Linked DNA regions of Rattus norvegicus: region 1 is linked to region 2. A link is a contact called in public Hi-C data. All regions are on one chromosome and are shown on one strand. Each heading gives the region's core, a stretch centred on a gene start, on an enhancer-like site or on the middle of the called end of the contact. The rest is flanking DNA. Distances are from core to core; before and after follow the strand shown.

The links. A called contact is a pair of places that touch in the nucleus more often than the background predicts.
Region 1: a Hi-C map of the A7r5 cell line shows a contact between it and region 2, with 4 times the contacts expected there. The contact joins the promoter of Fam185a here to the promoter of Pmpcb in region 2. A contact is called at or near these places in 4 of 12 Hi-C or Micro-C datasets (the A7r5 cell line, Schwann cells, frontal cortex and 1 more).

The regions. Positions count from the first base shown.
Region 1 is chr4:14,553,210-14,559,796 of GRCr8, reverse strand. It overlaps Fam185a (family with sequence similarity 185, member A), which reads left to right and starts at 4,630. Exons shown (of 8, transcript NM_001395612.1): 1 at 4,630-5,289. The coding sequence starts at 4,881. Ccdc146 (coiled-coil domain containing 146) reads right to left here and starts at 4,387. Exons shown (of 19, transcript NM_001419502.1): 1 at 4,289-4,387.
Region 2 is chr4:14,201,006-14,207,246 of GRCr8, reverse strand. It overlaps Pmpcb (peptidase, mitochondrial processing subunit beta), which reads left to right and starts at 4,663. Exons shown (of 13, transcript NM_022395.2): 1 at 4,663-4,777. The coding sequence starts at 4,679.

The DNA.
Region 1 (6,587 bases), core at 3,381-5,880, 350 kb before region 2:
CACTAAAGTAGAAATAAATCTAAAAACAAAACAAGAAAACAACAAAAAAACAAACAAGAAAGGATATTTATTTTTGAGAAAAACAAAACCAAACCACATTACCAATTAATGCTCTCAGAAAGAGAAAAGTGTACACAGTACACTTCTCCCCTAATTTACCCTGTTACCTAAAAGAAGAAAAGATGTCAAAGAAAATTTCAGACTAATAACTCACATAAACATGAAATACACAAACTCTCATTAAACCATTAGTTGAATCCACCAACTTATACAGAAAAGATAATACAATCAAAGTTCATCCAGGAATGAAAAATGGTTCAGGATTTAGAGGCCCGATTACTGTGAGATATCACCACAGTAACATTTCAAAGCGACCGTCTGGTCCTCCCAATACTTATAGGAAAAAAATCATTTAAAATATAGTATCTCTCAAATAAAAAGTACATTGGGAGTTAAACATCTTCAAAGGGGCATCTGAAAAATCTGCGGCCACCTTTGTGGTTGCCTGGGAGATCCAAATGCTTCCCCTGAAGTTTCAAGTTAGCCAGCGAGCTCTGTGAAACATCACAGGGATGGTTGCCCATGGTGATTTCAATGGGTCTACCTACATATTCACTCTATACTTCTCAGGAGAGATAGCTATTAGTGGTTTGAGTGTATCACTGTCTCGTGAGAATAGCAGAAACTGCAGACGGTATGTTTTAACGTTGATTGTAATTCAGAAGTGAGCACGGTCTCATAGCCTTCATCCCTTTAACTGAGCTACTTAATCCTCTACTTTTTCTTCGGAAAACTCTTATGCCCTCTGCTGTCTGTGAATTGAACGTAAAGCAATAATAAAAGTCACCAGCTCCCACACTGATTTGGTAGGAAATACTCAACACACTTGCACTTATATTTGTATGCTAAGAAGTTCCCTGAATTTCTGAGACAGCCTTGGGAGTCAATACACAGGAAGAAGTCCTTACTGTTTCTCCCTAGTAAAGATGCCAAACGTGATCACTGCTGATAACACGCAAAAGATGTAATCGTCCCACCTCACTGCTCGGAGATAACCGTCATTTATAAAGTGGTGTACGTCCTTCCAGAATTGTTTCTGTGATATGATTCTATACTAAATTTATTATTGTTGCTACAGAATTGAGATCGGACTATGCATAAAGGTTAGTATGTGCTATTTTACCCAATATTATATTATGGATTATTTCAGGATATTATTTTTTAATTGCTATATGATATTACAAATATAAAATTTATTTAAGTATTACTCTCTTATTGGGGAGTAATAAGCTCTCAAACTCTAAGTGTGTGGTTTCAGACCTCAGGACAAGGGACTGAGGCCTTATATTTTACATTTGATATTTTACATATCAAAGCAGACCTGGCCTCCAGGTTCTCCCAGAATCCCTCAGTCCCCACCTGGCGTACCCTGCCTCCAACCCTGAACTTGCCAGCCCAGGGGCTGTGCTATCCTTCCCCTAAGGGCTCCTCCCTATATAATCCTGGCATTTAGGTTTCCTTGCTGTCCTTCTCTCTCTCTTCTGTGCTCTTTCTTTCTCTCTCCCCCTTCTTCTCTCTCTCCCTTCCCATGGACTTCCCTGGCCTCCTTTCTTGGGGCCAATGAACTTGCCCGCCCAAGAGCAGCTTTCCAATAAACCTGCATTTAATATACTCTAATCTGGCTTAAATTGGCCTCACCCAGCAGAGAAATAGCTAATAATAAGCAGTCCTATTAAACAAACAAACAAACAAACAAACAAAAAACTCGTACGTTTGTAATTTGACGCCTTCATCCCTCAAAAACCGGTTTTAGGGGCCATAACAGCTTCATCTTATGTTTCTCAATCTGTTTCTTCAGCTGTCGTGCAGGGAGAAGAATAAGTCCTTAACAGTGAGACAATGCGTGGGAACAGGCTGTGAAAACTCTATCAGACACTTAAATGTAGACGAATCTGATACTTGTCAGGTTGTCGGGCGTTAGTAACGTTAATGTCTTACACCATTCTTACTCTCCATCAGATTTCCAGGTTCCAACCTCGTAAAACCAGGAAGGTAATTCTTCAACAAGTTTTAGTTTCTTTATTCGGAAGTGATGGAATAATGACTATGTCACAGATATCATTATGGCTCAGTGGCCAATTCTATTCATTTAATCTTTCTCAGAAAAGGAAAAATTACTATAGAAACAGGGTAATTTATTAAGGGTGCATATTTAGTCCAAATATATACAGCACTTCCACAGCAAATCAGAGTGCAGTTTCAACTTGCTCGTGCCTTTTTCAAACGTCAAAAAGTATGTCTCTGTGTTTTCATAAAAAGCTAATTTGAAGACTAATCTGAGTATATACGTCCACATGGAACCCAAGCCAATGGTGTGACTCACTGAGTGGGCTCCTGCTTATCATGAGATCTGTGTTATAGCCTCCTGAGGCAGGAGGCAAACACAGGAAACGATGGAGACCTGGGAAGGAAAGAAGCCTTCATTCTAGAGCCTGGCAGTGCTTGTCACCAGCAGAAACAATATTATCTATGATGGTCACCAATAGAAAGTCACTATCTCTTTTATAGTGATATTTCCAACTTAGGTTGTTGAAGGAGCAAGGAATCACATGTAAGACCTAAACATATGTGGCCTTTCTTCTTTCCCAGCTATACACCAGGAATTTTCTAGAAATCTTACCAAAAACCCTATTTCCAGTAAAGGACATGTCTTAATCCCTTTTATAATTCTTGTGACACATGGTTTTATTTTAGCATTGCCATCCAATCCAAGACATCTCTAGAGCTATCCTATAATCACACTTATTGAAAAGGGGGAGGGAAAAGGTTTTAAAGAAGTTTCCTAGAAATCCTTTGAGGCATAACTTGAGAGTCATTAAAAGAATGAATCTGTAAGACTTCTGCCAAGGCGCTTAAGGGCAAGCTCAAGAGAGCCTGAGAGGTTTACACCTGTGCTCTTGAATATGACTCTTTCTCTCCCTGAGTGAGCAGTCACCCCTACCAACCCCGGTGCTGCTTAAACCTGTGTTTAGAATCTCTTTTGAATCAACCCTCTTTCACACTAGCTTCTCCCAACATTTTTTTTCCTGCAGAGTCAAGAGTAGGTTTTTCCTCAGTGGAAGTCCTTAAGGACAGGGGGTTTCTCAGACGGCTGACAGAAGGGCTGGGCTGCCACAGTGCCATCACCACTACCATAGTCGTCACTAAGAGAATAACACGGACACTGGCAAGGACTTTATACCTATCGCTCTATCATTCTAGGTTCCAAGAATTGAGAGGGTCACATGTTTGGCTGAGAGTTCCAATCTTTAAAGGTATCATTTTATTTATTTATTTTGTACTCTATTTGAGACAGAGCTCTCAGTATATAGTCCAGGTGGACCTCAGATCTGAGATCCTCCTGCTTAGACTTCCCAAATTCCGAAAAACTACAAGTGAACACCACCACATTAGACTTAGAATTAGTTAAATCTGTATGTGAGGGAATTAGGGAATTATTTGAAGACTGTGGAGAAAGGGGGAGAAGAGTAGGCAAGTATGGATGAAATCATGTCCACAGCCCACATTTTCCATTATCTTTACTGCCTACTGAATAATAAACAGAAAAGAGTTAACTTCTAGAGTTATTTAGCACAGTCTATATATCAAAACTAAGGCCATGAAAATAATCTGACATCTCCTAACATGTCTTATTATCTTAGAGAGGAGGAAGAGAGGGAGAGAGAGAGAGAGAGAGAGAGAGAGAGAGAGAGAGAGAGAGAGAGAGAGATTTTATTTTATCACTAAGGCCAAGGATCAGTTGCAGGGAAAGAGCTCTAGATTGCTCTCTAAACAAGTTCAATTGTCTCCAAATCTCTTAGCAACTTAGAAATATGTCATTCCTAAAATACTTTAATCGTTTTGTAGACCGTACATCTTTGTTGTCCATTGTTTCATTTGATACTTGTGGGAAAAAAGAAAAAAGAAACCTTTAACACGATGCAAGAAAAACGTCATTTTACATGCAAACAGTTAAGACCCTAAGGCAACCAATGACTGACCTAAGGTCACTTACAATTAAGAAAGAGCCAGGATTCTAACACTTTTCCAATCTAGTATTTTCTAAGAGGTAGTTTCCTTAAAGGGCTGAGAAGGGAGGAAACAACAGAATGTGTCTATCCTCTCTTGCTAGGGGGATTCTCTATTCCAAGGGACCCACATTAGTTTGGTGATGTTTGGTTCTAGCCATCTAAAGAGGGTATTCCTAACTTTGAATCTAATTCCCATCTATAAACATGGTGCTTCTTACCCTTTCTTTTTGTCCTGATTCTTATTTTTCTCCGTGTGTTTTGGTCTCTGGGGTCTCACTTCAAAACTCCACCCTCTCCAGAGTCGCGTTCTCCGTATCCAAAGTAACCACACAGCTGAAATATTACCTTTCCATTGGTCAGTTAGATTAAGGTTTTTTTTTTTTCTTTCTCTGATCTCTTGGCCAATGGGCTTGAAGCAACAGGAACGCAACAGGGACTTCTCTACCAATCGGCTCTTGTCACTCTGCCTATTCGTCGCATTGTCTCATGGGATATGTAGTTTCAAAGCTACCAGAACCCCTCAATGTTTGGCTCCTTTAAAACTACATCTCCCGACGGCCTCCGCCAAAGGGGCGGAAATAGGTGGCTAGTCAGGGTCAGGGCTTCAACAGGACGCTTTGACGTTTTAATTTTCCTACCGGCATCGTTTTGAGGCTGAGATTTAAGTCGTTAAGTGCTGTGCTGGGACTTGGCTCGTTCTTCCTCAGCGGAACCGTGCTTACGGTCGCCTTTCTGACTGGCCCGAGGCAGCTCGTGTTTCGGGCTGTCTCAGGACCCGCGAGCCGAGGCTGAAGGGTTCCGAGGGAGAGCATGTTCGGCCGCCTCCCTCCTTGCGCGTCCCGGGTGCGGGCGGGCGCCTTGTTCGGAGCTCTGGGGACCCGGACATGCGGCTCCGGTGGGGCCGAGCGGCGGGGCTCGGTGCCCGCGAACCCTGGGGCCGGCCTGGCACGCGGGGATCTGAGGGAGTGGACGCTGAGGGTGAGCCCGTTTGGGCGGCTGAGGGCGCGGCTCCCATGCCACCTGTCCGTGAGGCCCCTGGATCCCCTCGCGCACCCGGACGGCGACCGCGTGCTAGTGGCGGTGAGCGGCGTGGGGAGCGGGACGCGTGGCCTAGACAGCCTGCAGGTCAAGTATGACGCTGCTCTGCAGGAGATGGCCATTCTGTCAGACGACATTGATCCCGAGGCGTCGGTGGAGGTGAACGCACCCGTCAAATTTGGCAAGTGATGTGAAAACGGGTTTGGGTCGCAAAATACCGTCTCACCTAGTTGGCCCTTTCCGGGGATCTCTTTTCTAAAGCCACACTCCTGGGTTCCTGAGTAGTGTTTAAGCGTTAGATTCCCGATTCCGGAGGAAAATTAAAACTGAATGGAAGCTTGTATTGGAACAATCTGAATCTAATTACATTGTGGAGCCCCATGTTCTTTTTTGTCACAGCCATTAGCATCGTTCAGTGTTGAGGTTTCCTGATAACTATCCAGTGGTTTGGTAGTCCACATCTTGGGGCTCTGGTCCCTAGTCAACTCTATGTATAGAGGCGTCCAGCTAACGTAGGAAAAAATACTTGCTTTCCAACAGGCTCCCAGGAAAGTATGTGTATTCATGTAGGCATGAGTAAATTCTCTGGGAATAACAAACTTTGAAGCAAGACACATATTTAAGGCTGCCTGGGAAAATTAATTATGGTACCTGCAAAACGTTTCTTAGGTGTCTGCGTCCCATTATTTCCCAGATGCAAACCGCTGAGCACACATATTTTTCTAGAAAGGTTTCTCGAGGCTCTCATTCTTCTTGGAACTGAAGGGTGGTGTTGCTGTTGATACCAATAGCACCATTTACCTCTTTCTTATAAGGTTCTTTTTATTAACCCTCACTGTCACGTAGTAGGGTGGATGCGTTTGTCCCCACTTCAGATGAGGACGAAGAAATGAAGGAAGTATCAGAAGACACACAGTGTAACTGAACAAACAAAAGGCCCCGTGCATGGTGGCGTTATGAAATTTGCTTTCTTAGATGCCTTTCCACCTTAAATACAATAGGCAGGGCTAGGATTGGAGCTGACTGGAATGGCTCAGCCGTTAATTGTGCTTTATTTCGTCTCAACTCCCAACTAGCCTAAATGGATAAGAGACCATACCTCCAAAATATAGTAATCTGAAGGTGCTGTTGGGTTTTTACCACGGTGCAGAGTAAGCTGGGTATCAAAGGAAAGGGAAGCAAAACTTAAAACAGCTCCTGGGAGATGGATATTACCCCTGCTGGCTCTCCCAAATCACCTCATTGCTGCTTTTCAGGGCGAGAGGCCTGTTCCCAGTGTAGTGCCTCGATTCCATCGGCCCCTCAGATCTCCATAGCTGATCGTATTGGTGTTTGTTCCTCCAGCTTGTGATAGAGTGACCCAGTGGGTGTCCCATTACTGCTGCTGCTTCGAGCCTTAATTGCCTCTCCTACTTCCCAAAGAGCAAGTGCTTCAGATCCCTTCCTTGTCCGTATAGTTGTCAGGTCTGCCTTGTTTCT
Region 2 (6,241 bases), core at 3,414-5,913:
GACTTGAAAGTGTACTTTTCTTCCCGTTCCAACCACTGGAAACTACCAACCCATTCATAAATTAGGTATCTCTAAATGTTATGTACATAGAATCACATCATGCTAATACCGGCATAATTCCCCAGAAACATACTCAAGATATTTGCCCGTGACACAGTCATTTTTGGCGCTGAATATGTCGTCATTAGTCCGTTATATGCGTGTGGCCCATGCTGTTTAACTATTTACCTTCTGAGAGACATTTGAGTTGTTTCCAGTTTGGGCTTCTGTTGTTGTATAATTATATTAAATGGCTTTCTTTTACCCCCTCTAGATCCAGTACCACAGTGCCACAAGATACCTGGTAGATATCTTACCAGAAACACACATCCCAACTCCATGGAGGCCTAGTGTCCCAGCCGCCACACATTCTCTTAAACTTAATTCGCCACATGAAAGAACACACAACACAATAACCTCTGATCCAATTGATATAATTGCAAGACTTTTTTTATTAATTAATTATATAAGTACACTGTAGCTGTCAGACACACTAGAAGAGGGCATCAGATCTCATTACAGATGGTTGTGAGCCACCATGTGGTTGCTGGGAATTGAACTCAGGACCTCTGGAAGAGCAGTCAGTGCTCTTAACCACTGAGCCATTTCTCCAGCCCCAGAGTGGAATCTTAACGTCAGCCTCCATGTTCTCTCCGAGGCTTCTCTTGTAGTCTCTTCCAGTCTCCTTCCGTCCCAGTCTCCTCCTCTTCCCTCTGCCCATCCTTCCTTCTCATCCAATGACAGGCCTCATTCTATCTTTACCTGCCTTGACCTGTATGACAATCCTACAGGCTTCCATGACTCAAACTGCAACGAATATTCCAGTAGATATTTTTCTGTTATCATAACCCTTCACATCCCTGAAACAATGCCTAAGACAATATTGGCAGGACTGCCATGTAAGTGTCCACACCGGTCTGGAATTTTACATTTCTCCAGCTTTGTATGAGTGAGCACTTTTCTATGCATCCTTGCCAGCCTTTAGCGCTGCTGCTGTTTTCATCTGGCTGTTCTCCTACATGTGTTGGGGCAGCACATTTCTCTGGTTTTCTTTCTTCTAATGGCCAATTGTGTCAAAGGATTTTAATCTAGCAGCATGGCTACTCTGACTGGAATACAGACACCCCCTCAGCACACACCTTTAAGACCAATCAGTGAGGGTAAAGTTAGTTTGTAGAAGGAAGCACCCTGGTTTGAAAGTGATGTCTAATTGAGTGGGCAGACAAAGTGATGAATCAGAGAAAGATTTGACAGAATAGGTTACCCCCAACTCTCATGAGAAGAGAGAGGAAAGGGAAGCTACTTAAGAGAGCAGTGCAGAGAGAGGAAGCAGTTTTACCAGGACAGTTATGCAGAGACAGGTTATGGAGAGAGAATGAGCTAGACACAGGTGAAGACAGAATGAGCCAGAGGGTAGAACATATTGCCAAAGTTAGTGTGAGGCTAAGTAGAGAAAGTCATTAAGAATCTGAGAGAAACCAGATTGAGTCAGCTTGGAGAAGAGTTTTGATCCAGAGTAGCTGAGTTGAACCAGCCACAGATCAGAAAGAACTAGAAAGGGTGAGCCTGTTCAGCGGTAAGTCTCAGAGGCAGAAAACATTCTAGGCCTACATTAGATTGTACAGAGACCAGAAGCTTCCAGGACTAGGCCTAAGTTAGCAGACTGAGGCAGTAAGCCTCACAGGCGAAAATTACCTCAGACAAATAAGTTACAGTTTACAGGAAGGGGAGAAGCAACTCCTGTAACTTGGCCTCTGACCTCCTCTGCAGGCTGTGGCAAATGTGGCGGATTCGTGCCCCCCCCCCCCATCAGTAAACAAATGTAATTTAAAAGAGCACATTCTAGGTCCCAAAGGATATCCAAACAAATAAAATCAAATCAAAAGAATTCCCTGAAGCTCACCAGACTGCAGGGGATGGCGGCAGACAGGCATAGCGAGAGAAACCACAGCAGCTAGAGAAGCTGTGGAGACTAAACGTAAAGAGACACAACTGGAAGTGATGGGGGTGTTACAGCAAACCCCAAGGAAGGCCACAGTTTGAAAATTTATACTTCAAAAATTTGGAAAACTCAAAATGGACAAATTCCTTGATGTTCCTGACCTGCCAAAATTAAAGATGGGGGGTAGGGGGAGTCTAAACGATTTAAGCAGATCTAAAGCAACAAGGTCATAGCAGTAACCTTTAGCAAAGAAAAGCTCATCCCTACATAGATTTTCCACCAGCTTCTTGCAGGAGAGGTCATGCCAATGTGCCTTAGACTAGTCAATAAAATACAGAACGAGAAGGAACACTGTCAGACCCTACAGGAGCATTACCTCGATGACAAAATGGCTAAGGACAAAACAACAAAAACTAGAGAAAAGAATCTCGATACACATAGACACAACTCGGTGTTTTCAAGAAGACACCGGCAAATTCAGTAACGTTTTAAGTCATACCCCATGACCAGCCTGGCATCATGCCATAGATACAGGGATGGTTTAAATTAATACATGTAATACCGTATAAAGGCAATGGGGTAGAAATCACATAACCATGTCAATAGGTGCAGAAATCCTTTCATGATTTGGAGGAACTAGGAACAGAGGGAGCATACCCCAACATAGTAAAGACTAGTAAACCTAGAGCTAACGTTACACTAAACAGAGAAAATCTGAAAGCATTTCCCAGAAATAAGGTGTGGGGTTGGGGGGAGGTGGGGGTGGGGAGATAGCGCCTTGGTGAACATATTTGCTGTACAAATATGAGGACCGGAGTTCAAATTCCTAGAGCCCAAGTAAATGGCGGTGAGCTCCGTGGCCTGCCTCTAATTCCAGCCTTGGAAGGTAGGCAGGGAATCCTCAGAGCAAGCTGGCCAGAGGGCCATATCACTGAGCTCGGGGTTGAGTGAGAGAGTCTGACTCCATGAACAAGGTAGGAGAGTAGTCAGGGATGACTCCCAACATCAGCTTCACACACTGTGACCTTCACAGGCAACCTCTGTGCTCTCGCACTCGCGCGCACACACATACAACACACGTATGCACGGGTGGCTCCTCCACCAAAAATATACACAACGCATGCACACAAAAAATGGAAAAGAGATTTTTAAAATGAAAGTACAAACGACCAACAAATATTTGGGGGAAAAATGCTCGCTACCCACAGCTTTCAGAGAAATGCAAATTCAAACTGTGTTGAGAGTGCCTCTGTTCAGTTTTCTTTACTGTCACTGTGATAAAATAACCTGCAGTTCCAGAGGGCACCCATCCACCCGTGATGGATAAGGCGGGGCGGCAGGAACAGGCGCTATCACACTGCCTCATGGCTCGGAAGCAGGGAGATCTGGAAGTGGGACCAGGCTGTGAAACCTGTGCCCAAGGACATACTTCTGCTGGAAGGCTCTACCTCCTAAAGGTTCCGTCCGCAACCTTTGCAAACAGCGCCACCCGCTGGAGGCAGAGCACATGAGGAGGTCAGAGGCTGGGACCAAAGATGACTTGGAGTTTCTAGTTTGGACGTTAGGATGAAGGGACCCGTGACTGGGTGCTCGCTATTACAACTATGGGGAGAGATGTAGGGGCAAGGCGGGAATCCTATTTTGTACAAACTGACATGGAGGTGCCCAAGGAATTTTCATGCCTAGTTGCTCAGTGGTGGATCTTATAAGAGGAGAGCCTGGGTGGGTAAGACAGGTCGTCGGGTGAAAAAGGACACCTGAACGATAGCGTGAAGCAGACATTAGGCAACAAGGGGACAAGTTAGACCAAACTCCCAACTTCTAGAGCCACAGTGCACACTCTTTAGTGTTAAACAGCCTGCTAGGCAGCCAGGAGGAGTCCCCACTGTAAAATTAGCTTAGTAATAGTCTCTGCTTCCCAGGTAAAGTCACTCGCAGGGCAAGCCTGTCCCCCGAAGTTCCACCCCCAGAATTCACGTAGAGGGAGAAGGGGCAACTGATTGCATAAAGTTGTCTTCTGACCTCCATAGTTTGCAGTGGTGCGCACCCACGCCCTTCCCATAATAACAAATTAAATTAAAAATTTTAATTTAAAAAACGTGCTTGCTATTTGTTAAGCTTCAAACCCTGGGACAAATGGAGGAGGTGTCTGTTTAACAAATCTTAGTTTCGTTAAAGGGTACGCGGATAAAGGGGCACCCAGGAACGTGAAAAGGCAGTTTGTTTAGGCAGAGCCCTAAGACTTGGAGGCAAACGACATTAAATCGTGGTAACAGAAGGTAAGACTAGGTTTGTAAAGCGTCTGTCTTTCAGTAGCAATCTCGTCAAAGGTATTCCTATGGAATGGAATAAGCAAAGCTATAAACATTAGAGCAACAACAAAGATACATCTTTTCCTCTCTGTGTTCTGTCCGTCCCGTACTGGTTCTTTCTGATTAATTCCAACCATCTGGGGATACAGGTTCCTTTCACTTTGTCCCATGCGTGCCTTGCACATCATTTCTACAGACCTGATTATTGGAGTGAACTGAGGAGGGAGTCAAGGAGTGAAGGGACTGGGGGTACTAAGTCCAGACACAGAATCAAAGGAATTTTAAAGGCTGCAATCCCCGTTGCCGCCACAAGGTGGGGCCAGCTTCCTATTCTGGGACCTGGAGTCACGACCCGGAAGTACCTTTTCACCTATCCACAGCAGAGATGGCGGCGGCGGCTGTATCCCGGACGTTGTTGCCGGTGGCCGGACGGCGCCTGTGGGGATTTACGCGAAGGCTTCCGCTCCGCGCCGCCGCTGCTCAGGTGAGCCTCGCTTCGTCGCGCCCCAGAGGCTCCCGGTGCGCTCTGGACCGGGCCTCCGGATCCCCTGCCCCGGGGCGCAGGCGACCGGGCCGCAGAGGGGGCGGGGCGGCTGCTCCCTCCCCACCCCGGTGTGTGTTAGTAAGTTATTACCAATGTTACTGTATGTCGGGCTGTTCTCACCCAAGAAAAGGAAACCAGGACAAGCGCTTCAATTTGAAGTTGGGTTTGCTTTTGTTTTTGATATTTTGAGACATATTTGTTACTCAGAGTTTCTCTGGGCAACATCTCTGGCCGTCCTGGAACTTGCGGCATACATCAGGCTGGCCTCAAACTCAGATCCGCCTTCCCCTACACAACAGGGCAGAGTCATGTCCTGTTACATTGATTGGTCAGGGAGCAGGAAGCCTTTGGGTTACAGAAGCAGGACAGTGCAGGTTAGTAAAAGTTTCTTTTTTTTTTTTTTTAAGAATTATTTATTTATTTTATATATATGAGTACACTATAGCTTTCTTCAGACACACCAGAAGAGGACATCAGATCCCATTACAGATGGTTGTGAGCCACCATGTGGTTGCTGGGAATTGAACTCAGGACCTTTGGAAGAGCAGTCAGTGCTCTTAACCACTGAGCCATCTCTCCAGCCCTAGTAAAAGTTTCTTAAGTATCGGTTTCTATGGCTGTGATGAAACACCATGACCATGGCATCTCTTATAAAGGAAAACACATTAATTGGGTCTGGCTTACAGTTCAGAGGTTTAGTCCGTGATCATCATGGAAGGAAGCCATCATGGCAGCACATAGGCAGGCTTGGCAGAGAAGGAACCAAGAGTTCTACATCAGGGTTGGCAAGAGATAGACAGAGACAGACAGACAGTGGGCCTGGCTTGAGCATTTTAAACCCCATAACCCACCCCAGTGACGCACTTCCTCCAACCTTCTAGTAGTCCCTCTCCCTGATGACCAAGTATTCAAATCTATGAGCATTTCTATTCACACCACCACAGTACTGTACAGGCCTAGTGGTTAGGTCAGTCTCAGGGTTAGCAAATATGGTTTTCTCATTCCAACATGAAAACGCTGCTGAATGGTGAAGCGTCTGTAGTCAAACCAGTTGGCCAAAGAGGACGTGAGGCACCTGCCATGTTTCCGTCTGTCTCTGCCCACACATGTCCTTTGTGAACAGTAGCATCTTGTTTCATATGTACAGTCAGTTTTATATTTTTATTTCAGTTCCTTTTTTTCTCAGTGATTATGAAACATTTGTTGAGAGAGGCGCTTGAATCAGGTGTGTCTGTGTGGGGTAATGTAGTAACTGCTCCTGTTCCCAGAGAGAAGGGCATGTTCCTGGGGTGTTGCTGTTTGGGAGAACAGTTGGTTAAGTAGGTGTCTTAGGAGGCTTTGACTGCTGTGAACAGACACCATGACCGAGGCAAGTCAACTAAAGGACAACATTTCATTGGGGCT